3 separate regions of the Zea mays genome follow, and all the other regions are linked to region 2. The links are chromatin contacts, called in public Hi-C maps. All regions are on one chromosome and are shown on one strand. The core of a region is the stretch at or near the end of the contact, and the rest is flanking DNA. Distances in the headings are between cores, read along the strand shown.

Region 1 (3,163 bases), core at 69-2,568, 450 kb before region 2:
GGTCACCTGAGGTGAGGAGGAGAAATCGTCATGAAGAAGATGGACGTTCGGGCAGGATCGATGTTGTCATTGAGCCAATCAGACCATGTCTTGAACACACGGCCGTACGCCTCAATCCTGGGAACCTCATCGTTGTCAGACCAGTACCTCGAATTGGGTCTCCTGCAAAAATGGATCCAGCGATTTCAGAACACGATCCCATCGCTTGATTGCAGAAAAGACGCAGAGAAAGAAGTTACGCATTCCCAGTCAGGGAGCGAGATGTAGGTGTTGACCTGACTTTGATATCGGCGTTGTTCATCCACCAGATGTAGGTGTTGAAGACGAGGTAGTCAGCATCCTTCCAGTGCTTGGCGTGCGCCTCGATCCGCTCGGGACTGATGATCCGTTCCTTGATGCTGTGGAAGTTGGGGTTGTCAGAGTTGGACTCGACGAGGAAGGGCGCCCAGTAGAACTCGAGCGTGGCGCGGTACTCCTTGGCGTAGAAGGTGTTGAAGGAGCCCCGCTTGACGATCTTCTTCCTGCCCTTGGACAGGATGGACTGCACGAGGCACACCAGCGACTCCCACTGGTTGCGGTTCAGCGAGTCCCCCACGAACATGAGCCGCTTCCCGCGCATCGCCTCCATGAATCTCCGAGCGTCGAACCTGCTTTGCCAATCAGTCGAATCACACAACTGAGCATGGAAGATGCGATCTGGAGGAGGAGGAGGAGGAGGAAGACGTACGTGGGGAGGGAGCACTCGTTGGGCTGCCATCTCCAGTACTGCCACATGTCGTCGGGGCGGCCGTTGGCGAGGCAGGAGACCTGCTTGGTGAGGAAGGTGCAGTCTTTCTCCCGGTACGCCGGAACGGAGACGTTGTCGAAGACCCATCTGCCGCTGGAGAGGTCGCAGGTGAGCGGGGGCAGCGCGAGGGGCGGCAGGCCGGAGACGTTGTAGAGGTCGGCGTCCGGGTAGAGGTAGTCGTCGATGGAGAGCTCGGCGATGGTGCGGGCGTCCTCGCCGTACATGACGAGCGCGAGGAGGAAGAAGGCGGCGGCTAACGTGGTGACCGGGGAGCGGCGCGCCGAGGCGAGGAGGGAGCGCGCGGAGGCTGCGAGCGGATCGAGGAGGCCCCGGGGGCGGGGGGAGGGGCGAGACGACGACTTGGGGGCCGACGAGGTGGTTGTAGCAGTGGTGGGGAGCGCGGGGTCGGAGGTGGAGGTGGGCGGCGGTGGCTTGGCCATGGCTGCGGCTGGAGACTGCTGCTGGGGAAGGGAAGGGGCTGGCTGGATGGTGGTGGTGGTGGCGACTCTCGTCCGCGGCGGCAGAGAGGGCACCAACCGAGGCGAGGCCAACAAGCCCAGCCCGATCCCGCGGCGACGAACGCGGTGTTGTTGGCGTCGGTTGGGTCCGGCGTGTCAGTGCGTGGGTCACCATAGTCAAACTCGCTGCACTGCGGGAGTAGCTAGCTCACGGGCTAAAAGCCTAAAATAGTCTTGGGAGGAAGAGATCTTGGGCCAAGCCTCAACATTGAGCCCATTGTCTTGTCGTTAAGCCTTGCTGGGCTATATCTTATTTCGGGACCGAACTAGACTAGATTGTTATATGGACTGAAGCCCAAGAACTTATAGCCCGCCCTGCCCGCCGGAAGTATCACAGAAAATTGTATTCAAGTGGCATCACATACTATATATATATATATGTATATGTGTTGCTGCAGTGCAGAGTGCAGATGGCCAACGCAATTCACCAGTAGTAGTAGTTGTAGCGGCATAACTAGCTATGGCTACCACCATGGCGGCTAACGACCCGACGAGCATCCGCGTGGTTAGCCGCCGGCTGGTGAAGGCCTCCGACGCTTCCATCCAGCCTCATGTCATGTCCCTCTCCAACCTCGACCTCTACGTCTGCGACTCACAGCTCGGCACGCTGTGCGTCTACCCCAACGCCGGCGGCGGCTTCAGCGCGCGCATCCCCAGCCTGTTCGAGTCCCTCTTGCCGTCCTTGCTCAATTACCTCTACCCATTCGCCGGCCGCCTCGTCACCAACCCAAGCTCCGGCCTCCCCGAGCTCCACTGCCACAACCAAGGCGCAGAGCTCGTGGTCGGCGAGGTCGGCGTCGCCCTGGGGAGCCTCAACTACGGCGCGACCAAGGATTCCGTCAAGAAGATGGTGCTCCCGTTCCCCAGGGACGTCCTTCTGTCGGTGCAGCTGCTCTCCTTCGCGTGCGGGGGCTTCTCCGTCATGTGGTGGATCAACCACCTCGTCGGCGACGGCCACGTGGGCGCCACGATCGTCAGGACGTGGTCCCAGCTCGCGCGGACCGGGGACATCGGCGGTGCGCCCCCGCTCAACTACGACCGCTCCGTGTTCCGCCCGCGCAGCCCGCCGTCGTACAGCGACTCCGTCGCGGCCACCTTCACAACGTTCGACGAGCAGCGCCTGCCCAACGCCCTCACGGCGGAGGCCAGCTTCGTGGACCGCGTCTACTACGTGGAGGCGAGCGACATCGCCGCGCTGCGCGACACGGCGGCGGCGGCCACCACGGCCCAGCGCCCGACCCGCGTCGAGGCGCTGTCCGCCTACCTGTGGAAGGCGCTCGCCGACGTCGTGGCCGCGTGCCCCCGGAGCAACAAGGAGCGCTGCCGCATGGGTTGGTGGGTCAGCGCGCGGCGCCGTGTCACGGCGCCTAAGCTCGTCGCTTTGATGCCCGGCTACCTGGGGAACGTGACGACCTACGCCCTGGGCGACGCGCCGGCGGAGGAGATCGTGCGGAAGCCTCTGGCGGAGGTGGCGGCCATGGTGCGGGACGCCATCACGTCGGTGGACTACGACGAGTACCTCCAGGAGATGGTGGACTGGGTGGAGGTGCACAAGACGGAAGGCCTGATGGAGGCGGCCGTCATCGGAGTCGGCGCGCCCACGCTGAACCAGTCGGTGATGACCACGTTCCCGCTCGACACCGACTTCGGCTTCGGCCAGGCTACTCTGGCAACCACGGTCTCTGACTATGGCAGGCTTTGCTCGGCTTTCCTTTCGGTCGGAGCGCGGCCGGGAGGCGACGGCTCCTGGCTCGTCACCGCCTACATATGGCCGCAGCTGGCGGCGGCGCTGGAGTCCGACGGCATCTTCAAGCTTCTCACGGCGGAGTACCTCGGTCTAGCTATGTGAGCAACTGAA
Region 2 (2,935 bases), core at 125-2,624:
GTGATATGGTGATGGATAGAAAAGGAGTACTACCTTGTAGTGGCAGGCATGGACAAGGCAGCGACCGTGGTGGCTGGAGCTGGAGGAGGAGGCACGAGTCCCGCTGCAGGGCCGGCGTCGCGCACGGCGGTGATCGGCAGCAGCTGGAGTTCCCAGTCCTTGTCGACGAGTGGGAACTTGGAAAGGAAGGCGAGGTAGGTCTCGTAGGTGGCGGACCAGCCCATGACCCAGACCGTTTGGGTTTGGCGGGCAGCAGGTCTGTGCGTCTCGAGCAGGCGCGTGACCTCCGCCACCACCCGGCGAGCCGCGTCCTGCAGGTCGGCCTCGTCGGGCACCAGGTCCTTGAGATCACCGATGCTGAAGATAAGGCCAGAGGTGGGCGTCGTCGGTGCCGCCTGATTATTGGCAGAGGCGGGGCCGATGGGGACGATGCGGTACGGGGACGCCTTGGCGAAATCTGCGGCTGCGGAGGCGGCCCCGACGCCGACGAGCATGGGGTTGCGTCCGCGGGCGAGGATGTCGGTGATGCGGCGGCAGTTGTCCTCCCCCGGTGCGGCCCCCGCGAGGGCGGGCGCGGGCGAGGGGACGTCGGCGTCGTCCGCGGCGGCAAAGCTGCAGAGGAAGAGCGGCGGCGGGCGCGCGCGCGTGGGGAGGCGGCCGAGCAGCGGGACGGGCGGCGCGGGGCGGAGGATGGCGACCTTGATCTCGTTGCTGCGGAATCCCGCGTCGGCGAAGACGCGGCTGACGAGCGGGTCGTCGAGGATGGCGAGGACAAGGTGGGAGAGGTCGACCTTGATGGCGTTGGGGGAGGTGGGCGCCGCCTGATGGTGATAGAAGTGGAACGTGTCCGGGTTCCGGCGCTGGTTGGCCTGCGAGCGCTTGATGGCGGCCATGAGGGAGTTGGCGACGGGGGGCTCGTGCTGCTGGGGGTCATTGCTGGTGCTGGCGGAGGCGGAGGCGGAGACTGAGGTGGGGGTGGAGGCGGAGGTGGGGGTGGACGGGAGGCGGTCGAGGGAGACGGCGAAGCAGAGGTCGAGCGCCTTGAGCTGGAGGCGCGGGGAGTAGGCGGCGCTGCGGGCGCGGGCGAGCGCGTCGCGGAGCAGCGGCGCGGCGGTGGGGGCGAGGAGCGAGGCGATGAGGTGAAGGGAGGTGGTCTGCGCGTGGGCCCGTCGGCGCGCGGAGGCGACGGCGGCGTCGAGGGCCGTGACGGCGGGCGGGGAGAGGCACTGGCGCGCGGCGGGCACCGGCGTCGGCATGGCGGCCTGGCGGGGATTGGATTGGGGGCCAAGTGTAAAAACGCGAGGAGTGAAACGGGAAAGAAATTAACGGCAAGCCAGAGGGTGGCTGCGCAAAAGAAAAGCTGGAGGGGGGCGGCAGGTGTGCTGGTGCGGCTGCTCTGTTATTTTATATCTCCACCATTTTCTATTCATCTTTTTTTTTCCCTCCAGACCACCATAGCAAGGAAAAGGTGCTGTTGATGCTTTTGGGAGATGTCGTTACGGCCACTGTGGGGCCCACGCGTCACTCACGTTGGTGTCCTTTTTATGGTGGGGGCCCACGCACCTGGTAGTGCGTGGTATTCGTTTCTTTTTGGTCTGTGGATACTCTTCTCTCCTCCTTTCTTTTCTGTTTTCTGCTCTGCAGCTTTGGTGACTGTCTGACTCGTCGTGATCTTTCCGAAAGATCGACACCTAGATCCTCTCTCCCAAATTGCAACACGTACCCATTTCCTCAAGCAACATCACACGTCTCCACTAGTCTTATATCAAGAGAGTTGACTCCAACAATAAGGTCATTTTATTACCAAAACGGCATCCAGACGCTATTTTAAGGCTCTCTTTATTTTGAATTATAATATGATCAGATTATATAATCCAAGATAAATGATACAACAGATAAACAAACATAGATTATAGGTTCAGATTATATAATCTAGAGTCTAAATTATGATAATCTCATAATTTTCTCAAGAGTACCTTATCTGATATTATTTTTGATAAAAAACCCCACTACCTACAATTCATTTCCCCCAACGCAAGCTTTCTTCCCCCCCCCCCCCCACACACATGTTTTTTTATGAGTTCAATTTCAATTTTCTTCGTCTAAAGTAACATGCCATAACTATAAAAAAAGAAGACCCAAACAAAGGTATCGTTGCCTTTGTGTCTTAAAGATCAATAATATACATTCATATAATCTGGACAACCAAACAACTATATACAAATTATAATATTGACAAATTATAATGTTAATTTTATAATTTATAAGCTGAAATAAGCATGCCCTAAGGCAACAGTAACTAAATAACATAGCATCGTGTCAACTTTCTTCATTCACTTATATGCAACTATCCAACATTGCCTGGTCGTGATGCTTACTTAAATAACAACATCGATCGGTCTATTGTATCTCTGCTTCACATGCTTTGTTATCGGTAATACATCGTTTTCGTACCTTGACTGAAAGTTATCTAACGATTATTTTCTTCTAAGGTGAATCTTTTTTAAGTTCATGTTGTGATTCTTTTACAATTATGCTACCTTTAAAAAAGCTGACCCTTAACTTTTGTACGATGTAGACACATGTGTTAGTTTTAGTATCATGAAACACATGTTTTGTTCTACTATTAGTTTTTTTTTACAAAAAGGTGCAAATCCATAAAACAGATATTACGATTACATAGAATGTATGTATCATAATAACTGTATTAACTATACTAATCGAACGTTTGTGTGTGGCCATCGTGGTGAGTGGACGTAGAAATAATGCAGCCATCGTGTGGTGCTTGCAGGGTGGAGCACTTGGTGCGTGTGGGCCCCTAAGATAGTGATCCTGAGAAGGCAAACAAGTGGTGTGGTGCCTGCTGAGTGTTCGGCTTTTGTCCGAAAGGTGTCCCGGCCGGCCCTTTTCACGGATAAGAATCTTTTTGTCTTTT
Region 3 (3,145 bases), core at 443-2,942, 390 kb before region 2:
GTTATTGGCTAGGTTGAGATAGGTAACAACTAATAGCTATTTGAGAGGTATAACTAACAGCTAACTTTAGCTGCTAACTATTAGTTTTATTAGAGCTTTGGAATATTCTCCCAGCCATCTATTGAGCACATTCATGGTCTTAAGTATTCTTAATTAATATTGTCATGCATATCTTCTCAAAGCTCTTTAATTATTATAATTTTTAGCAGTAGAATGGGTGCGGAATGAACTAGGACAATGGTTTCTTCAATCAGTTGTCACTCTTTATATTTGATTAATTTTCTCAAAAGCTAACACAATGATTAAATGCAATTTATTTTTTCTGCCCACCCCGCCCCCATACATATGCATGTATATATGGACAAGGAACACAGAAAGCATGTATTATTAGCTAATTATATATTGAGCCATTTCATTTCTATACATTATCATCTGTGCGTCGTCCGACATGCATATGCATATATGTCATATATGTGCAGCAGAGATTATCTATCGCTCGTCTGCTATACATTGTCAGGCTTGATTGGCATGGAGAGAAGGGATAGGACATTATATGAGCACAAATCCATCTCATGCATCGATCGAGGTGCATGCTCAGGGTGACAGCCAGACGATAATGTTGGTTTATTTTCCTATCACGGCAGATAATGCTATTATATCGAATCCTAAATCCATATTAAATTTTAGTTTTACTATCATATGAGATTTTGACTATTTTTTTTACCAGAGCTTAAATAGACGTATTGACAAGTCGAGGAAGGCTCAGAGTGGTGCTCGAGGAACGGCAGTACGAACATACAAATGTTGGCTTGTTTGAGTGAAGCCACCAATGCCTTCGTAATACTTATAATTATGGAGGGTATAGGGTATCGCTCGTTGTGTTAAATTTTAGGAGGTGTTTGAATGTATTATAATTAATAATTAGCTGCTAAAATTAACTAAATATAGTCTAGCTAATAGTTAACTAGTTATTTGTTAAGTAGATAGTTAATTTTACTAGCAATTTTTTAACCAACCTAACTATTATCAGTATCACTGGTGTATTAGGCCTCGTTTGGTTTGGGGTGACTAAAGTTTAGTGACTAAAGTTTAGTCACTTTTAGTCTCTAAAGAAGCAAATATGGTGACTAAAGTGGGGTGACTAAACTTTAGTTCTTTAGTCACTAAGGGGGTGACTAAAATAGACTAAAGTAGTATTTTTACCTTATTTGTCCTCTCCACTTTCTTCTTATAGCAAACATCCATTAATTAATAGGGGTAAAATAGTCATTATTCACAGCAATTAATGCCCTTTAGTCCGGTTTAGTCACTGGAACCAAACGGAGTACTTTAGCGACTAAACTTTAGTTACTAATTTAGTGACTAAGGGAACCAAACAGGACCTTAGGGGGTGTTTGGTTTCTAGGGACTAATTTTTAGTCCCTACATTTTATTCCACTTTAGTTACAAAATTATCAAATATAGAAACTAAAACTTTACTAAAACTTTATTTTAGTTTCTATATTTGTCAATTTATATACTAAAATGGAACAAAATGAAGGGACTAAACATTAGTCCTTAGAAACCAAACACCCACTGTCTATATATAAAACCTATTTTGTGACCTGACCTGCCTGCCATCATGTCATGTGAGTGGAGGCTACGGTCGGGGAGAAAAAGGAAAGTGAGGACGCGTGCATGTGCATGCATGGATGGTACAGCTCTGACACACGCATGTGATTGAGCCCGCCCACGTGAAACACGCGGTGCACAGCACGCAAGTATATGCATGGTCAGGGCACGCAATGCAAACCGAGGCGAGGTTCTGGAAGCAGTATTCATTACATTATCTGCGTCCGACATGCATGCAATTGCAATCGTACGTCAGGCTCATCAAATTTTTTAATGCATTGTCCATAGAGATCATGGACAAGGGGATGACATCATCGTCAGCGCGACAGCAGAAGATAATATATATATATATATATATATATATATATATATATATATATATATATATATATATATATATATATATATATATATATATATATATATATCTGCGTCCGACATAATGCTTATGCATGGAATTTGGTAAAACAAACACTATTAGTTCAAGACAAAACTAAAACGAATCAATCCATTATTATTGAAGATCTCTAAAACATTATTGATCATGTTAATATGGATCCTCGGTCCCCTAATATATAGGACCGTACCTATTATTCAACTGCAAACAGCTAAACCAAATAAATTCTAGATCCATATTAAGGTGAATTGTAGTTTTAGTCCTGTTCGGTGTTTTTTTACTCAGGCCCAGATCCAAACCTTTAAAACTAAAAGTTTTTTTATCGAAATATAAAACTAATTGTTATCCGCTAAAATTACTTAAGAGTTTTAGAACGAGTCAACTAATGGACTAACTAATTATTAGCTATGTCCGTTAAATAACCATTAATTGTTAGCTACCTCAACCCAGCAAAAACCAGCTAACAACTTATTAGTTGGTGACCAAGTTTACAGGGAGTGTCACCTCGACTACTCAACGATCATCTTCTATTTGGTGATGCTAGTGAGCCCTCTAGAGACGGCACTGCGAGCATGTGCCTCTATTGTCTGTGGTCCACTACTTTGAGCAACATACAATGTCAAATCATTCAAGTGGATCGTCCACCAATGCTTTGAGCATAGTCCCCCACAAGGTACAAATTTTTTTCACCGAATTTGTTAAGCTTAGTTCAGTTTCCTGGTCTATGATCAGTATATTTTTTATGTATATGTGTTTGCTACTAATATAATTAAGTAGTAATATTTTACACGTTCATATGCATATCATCACAAATCTTATATAGTATTTACGTATTAAATTAAATGAGCTCCTAGCAATATGAATATATATATATATAGGGGTGCTAATCATCACCCGAAACAGCCCACTGAACCAACCCTACGCATAAACTTGATCATGGGTCACCCGATCCGATCAACCCGACCTGACGCGCTCGAAAAAACCCAATCTGATCTGACTCGATCAATGTAACGTGGGTCATGATTTTTGACCCAAAACTCGACTCAACCCGAAAAAACCCAACCCAAAGCCAAAAAAACCCAACCTAACTTAAAAAAACCTAACTCAACATGCCCAATGAGGAAGCATGGGCCAATC

What was found. Hi-C and Micro-C count contacts between places; a contact is called where the count stands out from the background.
Region 1: a contact with region 2 is called in a Hi-C map of ear, with 2.5 times the contacts expected there. The contact joins the promoter of LOC100193247 here to the promoter of LOC100501371 in region 2. A contact is called at or near these places in 5 of 25 Hi-C or Micro-C datasets (bundle sheath, ear, endosperm and 2 more).
Region 3: a Hi-C map of root tip shows a contact between it and region 2, with 5 times the contacts expected there. The contact joins the enhancer-like site here to the promoter of LOC100501371 in region 2. A contact is called at or near these places in 2 of 25 Hi-C or Micro-C datasets (ear and root tip).

What each region holds. Positions count from the first base shown.
Region 1 is chr10:578,878-582,040 of Zm-B73-REFERENCE-NAM-5.0, reverse strand. LOC100193247 (putative DUF231 domain containing family protein) reads right to left here and starts at 1,318. Exons shown (of 4, transcript NM_001138396.1): 1 at 728-1,318; 2 at 276-647; 3 at 7-162. The coding sequence starts at 1,227. LOC100280459 (agmatine coumaroyltransferase) reads left to right here and starts at 1,712. Exons shown (of 1, transcript NM_001153379.2): 1 at 1,712-3,163. The coding sequence starts at 1,766. The coding sequence ends at 3,154.
Region 2 is chr10:128,434-131,368 of Zm-B73-REFERENCE-NAM-5.0, reverse strand. It overlaps LOC100501371, which reads right to left and starts at 1,374. Exons shown (of 3, transcript NM_001362602.1): 1 at 34-1,374. The coding sequence starts at 1,256.
Region 3 is chr10:520,123-523,267 of Zm-B73-REFERENCE-NAM-5.0, reverse strand. No RefSeq gene overlaps it. Among protein-coding and RNA genes, the nearest start is that of LOC100280589, 54 kb to the left of the region's middle. Within about 2 kb of position 1,692, at least 18 of the 20 cell types and tissues checked have an H3K27ac peak or open chromatin away from gene starts, as enhancers often do. A contact at or near this core is called in ear and root tip, where this site is marked.